Regions from separate parts of the Capra hircus genome. Here all the other regions are linked to region 1. The links are chromatin contacts, called in public Hi-C maps. All regions are on one chromosome and are shown on one strand. Each heading gives the region's core, a stretch centred on a gene start, on an enhancer-like site or on the middle of the called end of the contact. The rest is flanking DNA. Distances are from core to core; before and after follow the strand shown. Region 1 overlaps TMCC1 (transmembrane and coiled-coil domains protein 1). Region 2 has its middle 17 kb from the start of TMCC1. Region 3 has its middle 18 kb from the start of PLXND1.

Region 1 (4,711 bases), core at 1,364-3,863:
GTTGTTTCAAAGTAGTAACAGAAGACAAACAAGGGTAGTGGGGAAATCAGCCTTTGTCACTGCTCACATTCAAAAAGCTTATTTAAGTTATTTTGAAAAAGGAAAAACTTTGTCTCCCTTTCTTGTCCCCTACTTGATCATAACAATCATGTTCTTCAATTCTCTGACATACAAACAGGATAAAAAGACAAGAAAGCTGAACATGAAATCAGAAGGAACCCAGGGATCTGTCCCTAGTATCACAGTTAGCTGCATTACCTCAGGCTGTTTTCCCAACATTTTTGGGTCTGTAAAATGAGGAGCTTGCTTAGGCTTAGCCCATAGTCTTAATAGTCTTTGAGTTCTTGCTAATCACCTGGCAATACCCAGCGATCTTTTGGCTGAAAGTCATTTGTGTTGCAAGGGGCTCATTTTGCAACCAAGGTTTCTAAATTCTTAGCTTCTTCATTACAATGATATCGAAATCTGTGTCAGGGCTCTTTACCCCAGTAAAATGTTACTGTGATAAAATAAAATGTAATTGCCAGTTCTATAGCTCAGTCAGTAAAGAATCCACCTGCAATGCAGGAGACCTGGGTTGGGAAGATCTCCTGGAGGAGGAAATGGCAACCTACTCCAGTATTCTTGCCGGGGAAACTCCATGGACAAAGGAGTCTGGTGAGCTACAGTCCACGGGGTCACGAGAATCGGACACAACTTTGCGACTAAACTACCACCAACAAAAATTTTACTTGATCTTTGGCTAAAGATACATTTTTGTAATATATAAACCAATAAATCCTTGCTAATTCTTTTTACAAAGAGATCTCTCCAAGACTGATTTTTGAAATCAAACATTTTTTGCATATCTTAAAGGATTCTATTTAGGAAACAAGATGCTTTCAAAGTCAAACCATACATAAAATGAGACACTAATGCCTAATAAATATATGCTGATCCTGAAGTATGAAATCTGGTCACCTCCCATTGACTGATGAAATCACAGGTCACGATGATGTAACATCAAAACAAGTCAAATATTAACAAATACTTACTAAAGCCCAATACTGTGCTAACTGCCAAAGCTGCCTACCTTTCTTTACATATAATGCAGCATTATGATCACAATCTGTTCTAGTAATTATCTTCTATCATACATGATCCTGGTCTGGCCTTCTATTTATCTACCTATGAGTCTTTGGGAAGCTAACAGTCACAAGACAAATTCTTGTAACAATGTTCTGGATTTAAAAAAAATAAAAAGCAGTAGTGGACTTTGGGGGCCAAAATTCTCCCTCCCTCTTAAGATTGAAGGCTACTGATAAAGTACTCAAATCCTCTGTGAATAAAAGGGGAAAGCAGAAGGTATAGGTACATACTATGTTCCTTTAGAGGTCTAATTACTCTAAAGTCTCTATATATTTTTTAATATAAAGGAAAAGGAGGTTAAATTTAACTTAAAGAGTAAACTTGCCTTTGCATTATGTTGAGCCTTCATCACAGAAGGAATACAACTCAGATGTTAAAAACAAAACCAAACAGAACTTGGAGAGGCATCCTTATGATGATAACTGTGCATGGTAAGTCTACCAAGGTCAAGAACATCCTAGCTACACCTTCAAATCCACTCTTAGGAAAATCACATTAAAATTCAGCGTAAGACCATTAAGGATAATAAAGGTATCTTGTGGGTCACCACAGAAACATACTGCATTAAAACAAACATACACATTCTGGACCTCCTTGTGGCTCAGCTGGTAAAGAATCCACCTGCAAAGAGGGAGACCTGGGTTCGATCCCTGGGTTGGGAAGTTTCATTTCATACATTTCATTTCACACATTTCATTTCACACATTCTAGACCTCTGAGTTAGGGTCAATAAGCCTAAAAGTTACTTCCTTTGGCATACGAGTTTTGTTCTATAAAGTACCTTTACTACAGAACAACTGAAAACACAACTTCATCTCTGATTTATCCCTACTTTTCCATTCCGTATCATTTCTTTGATGATATCATTTCCTTGATAGTATCAGCTACCAAACTGACACGAAATACACAAATGAGAAAGATCTCTATTGGTTTTAATTTTAAAAATACAATTTTCAATGTTTTTGTTTTTAGGAAAATAGACATTATTTTACTAGTTCTCCCAAGCAGACTTTAGGACTTTCAATTTTATCTTTAATTATTTTAAAAAGTATTTATTTACTCACTTATTTGGCTGCACTGGGTCTCAGCTGTGGCATATGGGATCTTTGGCTACAGCGTATGGGATCCAGTTCCCCAACCCGGGATTGAACCCAGACCCCACTGCATTGCAAGCCTGGAGTTCCAGCCACTGGACCACCAGGGAATTCACTTTATTTATTTATTTATTTATTTATTTATTTAATTGGAGGATAATTGCTTTACAATTTGTGCTGGTTTCGGCCACACAACAGTATCTCTATTTTTAATTCTAACATTGTCAGTAAATTCTACCCACTCTTCTATCGTCAATTCCATTTCCACAGTTACCAACTCAGTTCAGTACTTTAAAAGAGCGCCTACTACTACGTATGATAGTCACTACTCAATCCAGCCCATATCCTAACAATTCCCTGAGCTAGTGACTTCTCAAGGTATAATTCCTTCATTGTTAATGGCCTGTCACAGTAGGAGTCATCTCCTCACTTCCGCCTACTTCTCCTGGTCTAGGGGTACCACCTTGTGGTCAGCAACAGGAATTATCCTTCCCATCACCTCGTTTCTTTCCCCTTTGGAAGAACATTATACCTAGGCTTTCTGGTTTTGCACACAGCTCAATTAACTCAATCTTACAAACCTCCCTTTCATTTGAACAGAGTAGAATGCCATCCTGCAGTAATTTACTGTGGAGGGTAGTGTTCCTTATTTATAAACCCTGGGAAATCCACATACTCTAAGTCTACAAGCTATTTGTTACTGAATGAGAAAGAATGGGTTTTAGTCTACACCTTTGACAAGGCCACTGGACATGACTATTTTAAAAGCTACATATAAACACAGTAAGTTTATTTAAAAACAAAACAAAACACAGTAGGCCCCAAATGGAGTCTCTTATGCTAATTCTCACATCATCAAACTGAGAACTAAATTACAGTTTTTTGCCTCTCCCAGAAATGGACCCAAACCAGCCAACCAGGAACTGCTGATTAGCACTAGTTAGGTAACCCTTGCCGGAGAAGGCAATGGCACCCCACTCCAGTACTCTTGCCTGGAAAAATCCCATGGACAGAGGAGCCTGGTAGGCTGCAGTCCATGGGGTCGCTAAGAGTCCGACACGACTGAGCGACTTCACTTTCACTTTTCACTTTCATGCATTGGAGAAGGAAATGGCAACCCACTCCAGTGTTCTTGCCTGGAGAATCCCAGGGACGGGGGAGCCTCTGGGCTGCCGTCTATGGGGTCACACAGAGTCGGACACGACTGAAGCGACTTAGCAGCAGCAGCAGCAGCAGCAGCACGTAACCCTTGCCATCCTCTGTAAGGAGAGTAACCTAGCAATAACCAACACACTTTTTGTAACTTCCTGTTCCTGCTCCCTTCTGCCTAGAAGTCTTTTATTCTGTACAGCTCTTCAGAGTTCGTTTCTATTTGCTCAGACTGAATGCTGCCCAATTCATGAATTGTCAAATAAAGTCAGTAAGCTCTTGACTTGGTTCAATTTCGTTTTTTTGAAAAGTACTAACACCACCCTTATGGCAGAAAGTGAAGAGGAACTAAAAAGCCTCTTGATGAAAGTGAAAGAGGAGAGTGAAAAAGTTGGCTTAAAGCTCAACATTCAGAAAACGAAGATCATGGCATCTGATCCCATCACTTCATGGCAAATAGATGGGGAAACAGTGGAAACAGTGTCAGACTTTATCTTTTTGGGCTCCAAAATCACTGCAGAAGGTGACTGCAGCCATGAAATTAAAAGACACTTACTCCTTGGAAGAAAAGTTATGGCCAACCTAGACAGCATATCGAAAAGCAGAGACATTACTTTGCCAACAAAGGTCCGTTTAGTTAAGGCTATGGTTTTTCCAGTGGTCATGTATGGATGCTAGAGTTGGATTGTAAAGAAAGCTGAGTGCCGAAGAATTGATGCTTTTAAGCTGTGGTGTTGGAGAAGACTCTTGAGACTGCAAGGAGATCCAACCAGTCCATTCTAAAGGAGATTAGTCCTGGGATTTCTTTGGAAGGAATGATGCTAAAGCTGAAACTCCAGTACTTTGGCCACCTCATGCGAAGAGTCGATTCATTGGAGAAGACTCTGATGCTGGGAGGAATTGGGGGCAGGAGGAAAAGGGGACGACAGAGGGTGAGATGGCTGGATGGCATCCCTGACTCAATGGACGTGAGTTTGAGTGAACCCCGGGAGATGGTGATGGACAGGGAGGCCTGGTGTGCTGCGATTCATGGGGTCACAAAGGGCTGGACATGACTGAGCGACTGAACTGAACTGAACACTTAGACCATGCAACCTAAGTTTAAATAAGACATACAGATTAAACTCTCATTAGTAAGAAACGTTTCAAGTATTGCTCCTCACCCATCAGGCACGGCAGACAGGTGGCTACAGCTAACGGCCTTGACGTGCATTATCATGTTCTCCCCTTTAACAATGCCAAAAAAATCCAACTTCCGTAACATTTCCTCACAGTACAGGCCTTTGGGACCTTACCCTTTGCTGTTCCCCCAGGTCTCCCTTCAGAGGTTTGGTCTGCTT
Region 2 (4,735 bases), core at 325-2,824, 67 kb after region 1:
GGTGTTTACTGGAGCGGGCATCGCTGCCTGACTGGGAGTCTGGAAGCTTGTGAGCGATGACCAGCAGTTACAAAGGGGCTCCGTCAGCTTCAGAGGTGACCTTGGTTCTGGGCTCTGCTTCTGTGGCCTTAGTGCGAGGCCTCGCACCTGCGGCCTTGGGGCAGGCCTCAACGACGATAAGCAAGGGCCCACCTCTCCTGGGAGACTGCGGCCAGGACTTTGAACTCCAGCAGTCTGGGGCCTTTCCTTCTCAGGATCTTTAGAAGTTTTTCTGGAAGATAACAGTTTCTGAATAAAGTTGGCTGAAGCCGGGGAGGGGAAGCAGTGCAGCTCAGAAAACCACAAAACCTCCCCTTTCTGGGACTCAGTGTCCACAGCTATCCAAAAGGGAGGGCCAGTCAAGACAACCGCAGAGACCCTGGCCCGTCCCAGGATCCTGAGGCCATTGGCTGGGCCTCAGCCCCTCTTAAGGAGACCCCCTGCCCCCCTACTAGCCCCAGCTCTCAGGCTCTGTCCCTTTGAATGCCACCTCCAGACTTCAGAGTGGGCAGGGGATGCCAGTGAGTGAGGCCCGCACGGAGTGCCCGCCTAGTGAGCAGAGGCCTAGCGGCCCTGGGGGCCAGAGTCTGACAGGATCCAACCTGGCGGCTGACAGGAATTTTAGGCCTCTGTGCGCCTGCCGCTGGGCTGGAAGCAGATTAGAGAAACAGAAATGGAATGACCTCTGCTTGGCCCTCACAATGCTACCAAAGGGAAGGAAAGGCTTTGAGAGAAAGCTAAACAGCCTTTGGTTGTTTTTTTTTTTCCCCTTCCCTCCCTCTTCTCTCAGCCCTGGGAGTAAGGTCAGGACCCAGAGTGGGTTTGAGGAGGGAGCCTCTCACTCCTGCAGAAACCTCATTTGGGACCAGGAATCTCCTTCCATCTGCCCTCAAAACCCGTGAACCTGCCTTCACCCCTCTTTGCGAAGGGCCTGGGGAGAATCTTCAGTGTGCCTCACAGGAACTGTCTGTAATCTGACCACACAGCCCCCATCTCCCCCCTCACTCAGCACCGTTATTTATTTCATAAACACATACCTCCCGGGCTTTCCTCTCAGCACTTCCCAGCACCCACTCATTTAATCCTCATACACCCTCACTTTGACAGCCGAGATCACAGAGAGAGATGGATCAACCTCCAGCATCCCTGGGACTCACCCCCGGGCAGTCTGGCTGCAGAGAACCCCTGCCCTCGTGACGCTCCACTGTCTGCCTCTTCTCCAAAGTCTGATCCCTTTCAGGCTCCCGAACATCAGGCGCCTCCCTTCTGAAGTCGCCTCCTAAATCCCCCAGCCATGCCCCGCCACGACCTCTAATGTCACCCACTCGCCGTGGGAGGCTGTGGTCCCAGAGTCATTATTCACAGATTAACTGCTTGTCCACCCCATCCATCAGCTGCCTCTGACCTGCTGCGTCAGGCTGCCCGGCTGGTTGTTCTAGAACCTTCCCCCTCCCCACACTGCTTCTCACCTGATTCCTCTGAGTAAACAGAGTGCAGCCTGGGGCCCTCACACAGTCTTGTGAAACCCTAAGGGAGTGAAAGGAAAGCTGGAAGGAGTCAGCCCACACCTGCCCTGGCTGGCTCTTGCCCTCGAGAGCCCTGCCCTGGGGGCCCCTGCTGGCTGCTCCTTTCCTGAGCTCTTGGCCTCTGATTGTAGTGAGAGACCATGCCATCACAACCCCTTGTTCTCTTCCCAGAGTCGAGGAACTTCTCACTTCCCAGGCCAGGCCCCAGCCAGAGCAGCAAACCAAGAAAAACCCCAGTCTCTCACAACTGCCACCTCCTTGCACTGGCAGAGCGCTGGGGCCACGATTCCTCCCTTCTATATGAGGGCTGTCACAGATTTGGGCTTCTCTGGTGGCTCAGAGGGTAAAGAATCTGCCTGCAATGCAGGAGACCCGGCTTTGATCCCTGGGTTGGGAAGATCCCCTGGAGAAGGGAATGGCAACCCACTCCAGTATTCTCGCCTTGAGAAACCCATGGACAGAGGGACCTGGCAGGCTATAGTCCAAGGTCTCAAAGAGTCAGACACAATTGAGCCACTAACCACTCAGAAATTTATTTAATCTCCAATAACTAGATCATGAGATCCTCAATGCTTGGAAAACCTTCTAAGGTCTTACAGTGGGTTTTTGTTAATTTCCTCTGACCATTTGCATCGTGGCCTGGAATGCCTTATCCATTTTATCTTGGTGACTGAGTAGGAAGCTGCAGTTTAGCATCCTGTTACACGCACGCGTACACACACAATTATATGTGCAGGGGTAAGAACAGTTTCTACTGCTGAATTTTTGCAAGGAGAGCTGTGTGTGTATCTGGACAGGAGGGCAAGCAGGAGCACTGGCTTGGGGGTAGATGGTGAGAGCTCTGCACGCGCCGATTCTAGTGCCACCCCCCTTTCCCATGCCACACTCTCACAACTTTCCTGCCCCACCGCCCCATCCTCCACCCCTAGCTCCCAGGTCAAGGTGAGAGCGGAGGCTTCGCATAATGAACAACCAATTGAAAGAGCAGAGGTCGAGGAGGGGCAGCAGAAACAAGGAGGAAAGTGCGGTGCAGAAAATGGAAGGTTGCCTCATACCTGGAACTCTCTCCCTGAAGCCAAAAGTGAAAGAAAGTGGAAGTCTGACTCTTTGTGACCCCACAGGCCATGGCCTGCCAGACTCCTCTGTCAATGGGACTCTCCAGGCAAGAATACTGCAGTGGGCAGTGTTCCCTTCTCCAGGGATCTTCTCTACCCAGGGATTGAACCTGGGTCTGCTGATTGCGGGCAGATTCTTCATCATCTGAGCCCCCAGGGAAGCCCTAATGCCAGAGCCTGACAAAATTCCTCTAAAACTCACAAGCAGGACCCAGTCCCTCTGCTCTGAGCAGACGCTGAAAAACTCCTTCTCACCTGTCTTTTGGGGCCAGGAGCTCTGTGTGCAAAGGCAGGGACCACTGGGTCTCTCTTGGCCACCACTAGATCCCCCAGAGTGAGCGACCAATAAAGGTCAGATGACTGACTCGGGAGCCAGGGCCTGAACCAGGCTTTGGGGGCTGAGATGATGACCGATGTGCCCAGGGCTCCTTTAAGGTTCTGTTCCCTCCCCTTCTTCGTCCTCCTATGGCCACACAAATGATATCTTCATGTGTTATAAGCTTACCCACTTTTTGTTTAAAAATTAAACAAAAGAAAAAAGAGCTATACACCAAAGAATGTATTTATGCTATCTTCTAGAATTACCTAGGTAGATGCCTTTATGCTGGTGCTCTTTATTTCTTCCTGTCGATTTGAGTTACTCTTGAGTGTCCTTTCATTTCAGCCTGAAGTACTGCTTTACGTAAGCAGTAAGCAATGACTTTCTATTATCCCCTCCTCTCTGAATCTAGGAACCACTAATCTGCTTTCCACTCTATGAATTTACCACTCTAGGTACCTCATATAATTGGAATCATATAATATTTGTTCTTTTTTATCTGGCTCATTTCACTTTAGCATGATTGCAAGGTTCATCTGTGTAGTAGTAAATGTTGGTACTTCAGACCTTTTCATCAGCTCAGTTCAGTCGCTCAGTCGTGTCTGACTCTTTGTGACCCCATGGACTGCAGCACGCCAGGCTTCCCTGTCCGTCACCAACCCCCTGGGAGCTTGCTCAAACTCATGTTCATCGAGTCTCTGATGCCATCCAACTATCTCACCCCCTGTCATCCTCTTCTCCTCTTGCTTTCAATTTTGCCCAGCATCAGGGTCTTTTCCAGTGAGTAAGTTCTTCATATCAGGTAGCCAAAGTATTGGAGCTTCAGCTTCAGCTTCAGTCCTTCCAATGAATACTCGGGACTGATTTCCTTTGAGATTGACTGATTTGATCTCCTTGCAGTCCAAGAGACTGTCGAGAGTCTTCTCCAACACCACAGTTCGGAAGCATCAGTTCTTCGGTGCTCAGCTTTCTTTATGATCCAACTCTCACATCCATACATGACTCCTGGAAAAACCATAGCTTCGACTATATGGTCTTTTGTCGGCAATGTCTCTGCTTTTTAATATGCTGTCTAGGCTTGTCACAGCTTTTCGTCCAAGGAGCAAGCATTTTTTTATTTAATGGCTGCAGTCACCATCTAGAGTGATTTTGGAGCCCCCAAAATAAAGTCTGACACTTTCCATTGTTTCCCCATCTATTTGCCATGGAGTGATGGGACCAGGTGCCATGATCTTGGTTTTTTGAATGTTGAGTTTTAAGCCAGCTTTTTCACTCTCCCTTTTCACTTTCATCAAGAGGCTCTTTAGTTCCTTTTCACTTTCTGCCATAAGGGTGGTGTCATCTGCATATCTAAGGTTATTTCTCCCAGTAATCTTGATTCCAGCCTGTGCTTCATCCAGCTCGGCATTTCACATGATGTGCTCTGCATATAAGTTAAATAAGCAAGGTGGCAATATACAGCCTTAACATCTCCTTTCCCAGTTTGGAACCTTTCCCAATTTCCCTCCTTCCCCAGTCTGTTTTTCCAAGTCCGGTTCTAGCTATTGCTTCTTAACTTGCAAACAGATTTCTCAGGAGGCAGGTCAGGTGGTCTGGTGTTCCCATCTCTTGAATAAATTTTCAGTTTGTTGTGATCCACACAGTCAAAGACTTTGGTGTAGTCAATAAAGCAGAAGTAGATGTTTTTCTGGAACTCTCTTGCTTTTTCGATGATCCAGTGGAGGTTGGCAATTTGA
Region 3 (4,649 bases), core at 1,397-3,896, 120 kb before region 1:
CAGCCACGTCCTTTGGGAAAACCTCCTGGCTCCACACCCTGGAACAAAGAGTCTGGCTGCTGCCCCCCACCCACCATGCCACCCAGGTCCGGCCACCAGCTTCCAGCCTGGACTGGGCAGTAGCCACCTCACTGGTCTCAGCACCCCCATCCTCCTCCCCCCCACCCAGTCTATTCCCCGCCCGCCTTGGCGCCAGAGGGATCCTTATTAATATGCAAATCAGATCTTGTCTCTTCTCGCACAACACTCAGCCAGGCCCCCACCTCCCCGAGAGCAAAAGCCATCTGTCAGGGGCTGAATTGTGTCCCCAGATTCACATCCTCAAGTCCCACCCCCCAGCACCTCGGAATGTGACTGGATTTGGAGACAGGGCCTTTCAAGGGGGTGATTAAGTTGAGGTCATATGGGTGGGCCCCAGGCCAACGGGACCAGTGTCCTTATAAGAAGAGATTGGGGCACAGACAAGTCTCCGCACAGAGTGATAAGGGGGCCATCTGCAGGCCAAGGAGAGAGACGTCAGGGGAAGGCAAACCCGCTGACGCCTTGACCTTGGACTTGTGGCCTCCAGTGAGCCCGGTGGGGCTCTTTGCGACGCCATGGGCTGTAGCCCGCCAGGCTCCTCTGCCCGTGGGCTTTCCCAGGCAAGGATACTGGCGTGGGTAAGCCATTCCCTTCTCCACGGGATCCTCCTGACCCAGGGGTCCAGTTGCAGGCAGATGGTTTTCTGTGTGAGCCATCAGGGAAGCACTCCAGCCTCCAGAACTGCAGGAAAAGAAATTTCTGTTGCCATGCGGTGGTACTCTGTCTCTGCCCCCGAAGCCAACCAAGGTGCCCTCTCCCCTGGCGCCCTGGCCGGTCCTGACCCCTCCTGCTGCCCCTGCGCTCTCTCTTCAGTCCACCTGCCATTCTCTCAGCCCCCGGCCTTGGCCCTTGCTGTTCCCTCTGCCTCTTACGCCCTTCCCCCGGGGCTGCTGCCTTCTCATCACTCGAATGTCTGCTGCCACGGCCCCCTCCACAGGGGCGCTCCCGGCTCATCGGCTCATCGGGGCTGTCAACCACCTCTCCTGACGGACTGGCACCTCCACCAGGGCAGTGGCTGGTGCTTTGTGCCAGAGTGGCCCGCACACAGCACATGTGCAACGAAGACCTGCTGAACACTGGGAGGCAGGCTCCTCCTAGCCCCACCTCCCCATCTTCCAAAACTCAGAGCACAAGGGAGGCAGGGCGGGGCCTCCAGGTGCCGCCCAGGTTCAGGAGGTGGCTCCGCAGCATGGCCTGAGCAGGGCCTGCCTGCCTGCAGGATGCATGAGATTGCTGCCTGCCTCCCACATCCTGGGCTTCTGGACAGCACCTGTGTTCATTCCCCTCTTTCCTCATTTGTTTTTCAATGACTCTTCCGGAGGCTCTGCCGTGGGTCAAACGCGGTCCCCCTCTCAAATTCATCTGTTAAGTCCTAATCCACAATGTGATTGCATTAGGAGGGGGGATCTTTCGCAGCGTGAGTAGTCGTGAAGGTGGAGCCCTCATGAATAAGGATAGTTGTCGTTTTTCAGTCGCTCATTCTCTTAGGGGCCCCATGGACTGTAGTCCCCCCAGCCTCCTCTGTCCATGGGATTTCCCAGGCAAGAATACTGGGCTAGGTGGCCATTTCCTTCTCCAGGGTATAACCCTGTAAACATTCACGTTTGACATCTGTCCATTTCCCTCTAGCTAAATTATATCTCGATAATAAAAAAACAAAGCAAAACCTTTTTTTTTTTTAAAGCCACCACTCCCCTTGTCGGCCACTTGCGGGACGGGGCAGGGGGGTACTCATCTCCTAGGGCGCCGCAGTCGTGCGGGCCGCGGAAGTCTCCACGCGCGGGTGCCGCCTAGTCCCTCCCGGGCCGGGACGCGTGGCCCCGAGAGCCGCGCCGGCCTCCCCGGTGCCCGCTCCCGCCCGCCGGGGCTGGTGAAAGGCCGGAAGCGGCGCCGGGTGGGCGAGGGCCATTGTCCGCACGTCCGCTCCGGCCCCGCCCCACATTGTCCCGGGGGAGGGACCCTCCGCGGGCCCGGGGCTGGGGGTCCCCCGGGTCGCGCAGTGGCGCCTCCCCTTGCCCGTGTCCTCCCCTCCTCGTTTGCAGGAGGGAGGCCAGCGCCGGGGACCGAGCCCCGCGCGCCCCGCCGCGCCGTCCCCAGAGGTCACTCCGCCACCCGCTCCCCCTTCCCCTTGGGGCTTTGGGCCCCTCCGAAATCACAGACGCCGCTGGCGGGTGGGTGGGTGGGGTGGCAGGAGACAGTCCCTCGCCGAGGGTCACGTGGCTGCAAAGCTGGGGAATCAGGGAGACGGGGCAAACCTCGCTGTCCTTGCCAGCGCCCCCGCTTTGAACGAGGGAAACCAGAGAGGGTCTCGTCTGCAGGGGGCTCCCATTCCAGTGTGGGGCGGGGGCAGAGGGGGCGCAGAGCATCGTTTAGACGACAAGTAGGTGACTGCACGGTTGCACAAGCTGGGAGACCGGTGAGGGAAGGCTCAACGAGAGGGGTGGTCACCGGAGGCTCTGAGCAGGTGACGTCCTGGCAGAAAGCACGGGAGAAAGAGGCAGCCCGGGGGGACGGGGTGGGGCGCAGTCGGGGCAGAGGAGCCGTGTGGACCGAGACCCCGTACGAGGCCGGCTGGCGGAGGCGCCTGGTGGGAGGGAGTGAAGTCAGAGAGCCGACTCGTGGGAGCCCAGAGTTTAGGGGCTGCATCTGAGTCAAACTCGATGAAGAGACGGGCCGGCAGTTTGCTGAGAACAGAGAAGTCAGGAAGGCTTCGTTTCCAGCTATGCTCGACGACGACGTTCCCTCTCCCGGCCTCGCTTTCCCTGGTTGCAGAAAGCATCTGGGTTGGAAGACGCTCTGAAACTGACTCCTCTCCAACCAACATTACCGTGACCTCACCTTGGTTGCACAAGAAAGGCGCCTGCAATGGTTCACAGATGGCGGATGGACCTAGGATTGGAAAATCAAACCTGCCCAGCCAGGGATGGATGCCCTGGGCGGGAATCTCTGATCCGCCGGGAGCCGCTGCCGGAGGCCGGGAGTTTAAACGTCTTCGCCAGGGAGGGTGCGATCCCCTCAGTAGCCGCTAGGCGGCAACAGAGACCGGGCTTGAAGCGCCAGAGTCTTTTTCTGAATCGTTTTTGAAGTTACGGAAAAATTCTGAGACTCGTACAGAGGACTCTAGGACTTTCTTAACTAAGATTCATCAAGTGTTAGCATTCGGACCCCCCTCTATGTATATTCAAGTTCTCCCCCAAGCATGGGGAGAGTAAATTGCAGTCGTGCTGCCCCTTGAACCCTAAATCCTTCAGTGTGTGTTTCCCAAGAACAAGGACATCCTATTACACAACCGCAGTAGGGCTTTCAAGATCAGGCGATGTAATGGTGATGCAAGACTTATATACTCGGCAAAATATTATTCAAATATTGCCAGTTGTCCCAACGAGGCCTTTTATAGCATTCCCGTACCCCATCTGCATTCCAAATCCCGGATCACATTTAGTTGTTTGTTTTTATGTTAAATGAAATGCATTCACTAAGCCTTCTCAGGCTGAAGTATTTGAAAAAGATGCATGTGAAGAGTTGCAGCCTCACCCTCCTTAACCACACGTCCCCGGGGCAGGTCCCACTCAGGTCTTCTCTACTGCAAGGTAGCAGATTCTGGGCAGGGTGTGTGGGAGAGGCGGAGCGGGCCAGAGAATGCACTTACAGCCTGAGATGGAGTCTTTCTTTTTCATTCTTCCTGGCCTGAACCCATTTGTGCAGGTCCTTTGGCCAAGGGCTGCTCCCCAGCCATTCACCAAGGGTTTCAAATGACTCCTTGAGGAAACAGCTTCTTGCTTTGGGAAACAATGGCAAATGCCCCCAGCTGGCAAGGCCAGGGGAAGTCCTGTGCTGGGTCTGGAGAGGGAGAAAGGCTCTAAGGGCTGCCAGCACTGGGAGATAAATCCTTTGGCCGGTCCAGTGGCTTCCATTTCTTGCTTGCAGCAAAATGGCAGGAGAACCCAATCCTTTTGTCAACTAACAGAGAGTAATCATGTCTTTAACTTTTATTAAGAAAAATGGAATCATGCACACATAATAATGCCAGTCACCAGGTGGCAACAAAAAATAACTCTTTCTGATGGATTACTATTGACTTCCGGTGTAAAACGCAAACGGAGGGAACATGGTTAACGTTCCCCCAGGACTCCTTCCTTTTCTGTTCCTTATTTATGTGACAAGATTTCTGAGTGCTTACAGCCGTAAAAATAAGAATGAAGAAGAGACGGAGCTGTAGATACTTCTCCACTGGTACACAAGACGGGAAATCCAGTTAAACCATTACAAATGTCATGTGAAATAATACTTTGTGTCATCAGTATCTATCAAAACTTATAATATTTATAGTTTTGATCAGTCATGTACTAGTATTTGTAATCATACCTTTGCAGAATAACAGTTTGCACTTAGTAACTTAGGAGCACAGAAAATTTTTAAAAATTTGAAACCGGTTGTTGTCGCAGAAGATGGTATGATCAGCAAGTGACTTTCAGGCATGAGAATATACTGTTGAGGACTTCTCTGGGGGTCCAGTGGTTAAGACGCTGCACTCCCAATGCAAGGGGCCCAGGTTCAGTCCCTGGTCA

Evidence for each region. Hi-C and Micro-C count contacts between places; a contact is called where the count stands out from the background.
Region 2: a Hi-C map of blood shows a contact between it and region 1, with 2.1 times the contacts expected there. The contact joins two enhancer-like sites. A contact is called at or near these places in 2 of 5 Hi-C or Micro-C datasets (blood and liver).
Region 3: a Hi-C map of liver shows a contact between it and region 1, with 3 times the contacts expected there. The contact joins two enhancer-like sites. A contact is called at or near these places in 2 of 5 Hi-C or Micro-C datasets (blood and liver).

The regions. Positions count from the first base shown.
Region 1 is chr22:55,978,268-55,982,978 of ARS1.2, reverse strand. The region is part of intron 5 of TMCC1 (transmembrane and coiled-coil domains protein 1); the gene reads right to left. Among named protein-coding and RNA genes, the nearest start is that of TMCC1, 51 kb to the right of the region's middle. Within about 2 kb of position 2,613, at least 1 of the 5 cell types and tissues checked has an H3K27ac peak or open chromatin away from gene starts, as enhancers often do.
Region 2 is chr22:55,910,295-55,915,029 of ARS1.2, reverse strand. No RefSeq gene overlaps it. Among named protein-coding and RNA genes, the nearest start is that of TMCC1, 17 kb to the left of the region's middle. Within about 2 kb of position 1,574, at least 2 of the 5 cell types and tissues checked have an H3K27ac peak or open chromatin away from gene starts, as enhancers often do.
Region 3 is chr22:56,095,983-56,100,631 of ARS1.2, reverse strand. No RefSeq gene overlaps it. Among named protein-coding and RNA genes, the nearest start is that of PLXND1, 18 kb to the left of the region's middle. Within about 2 kb of position 2,646, at least 2 of the 5 cell types and tissues checked have an H3K27ac peak or open chromatin away from gene starts, as enhancers often do.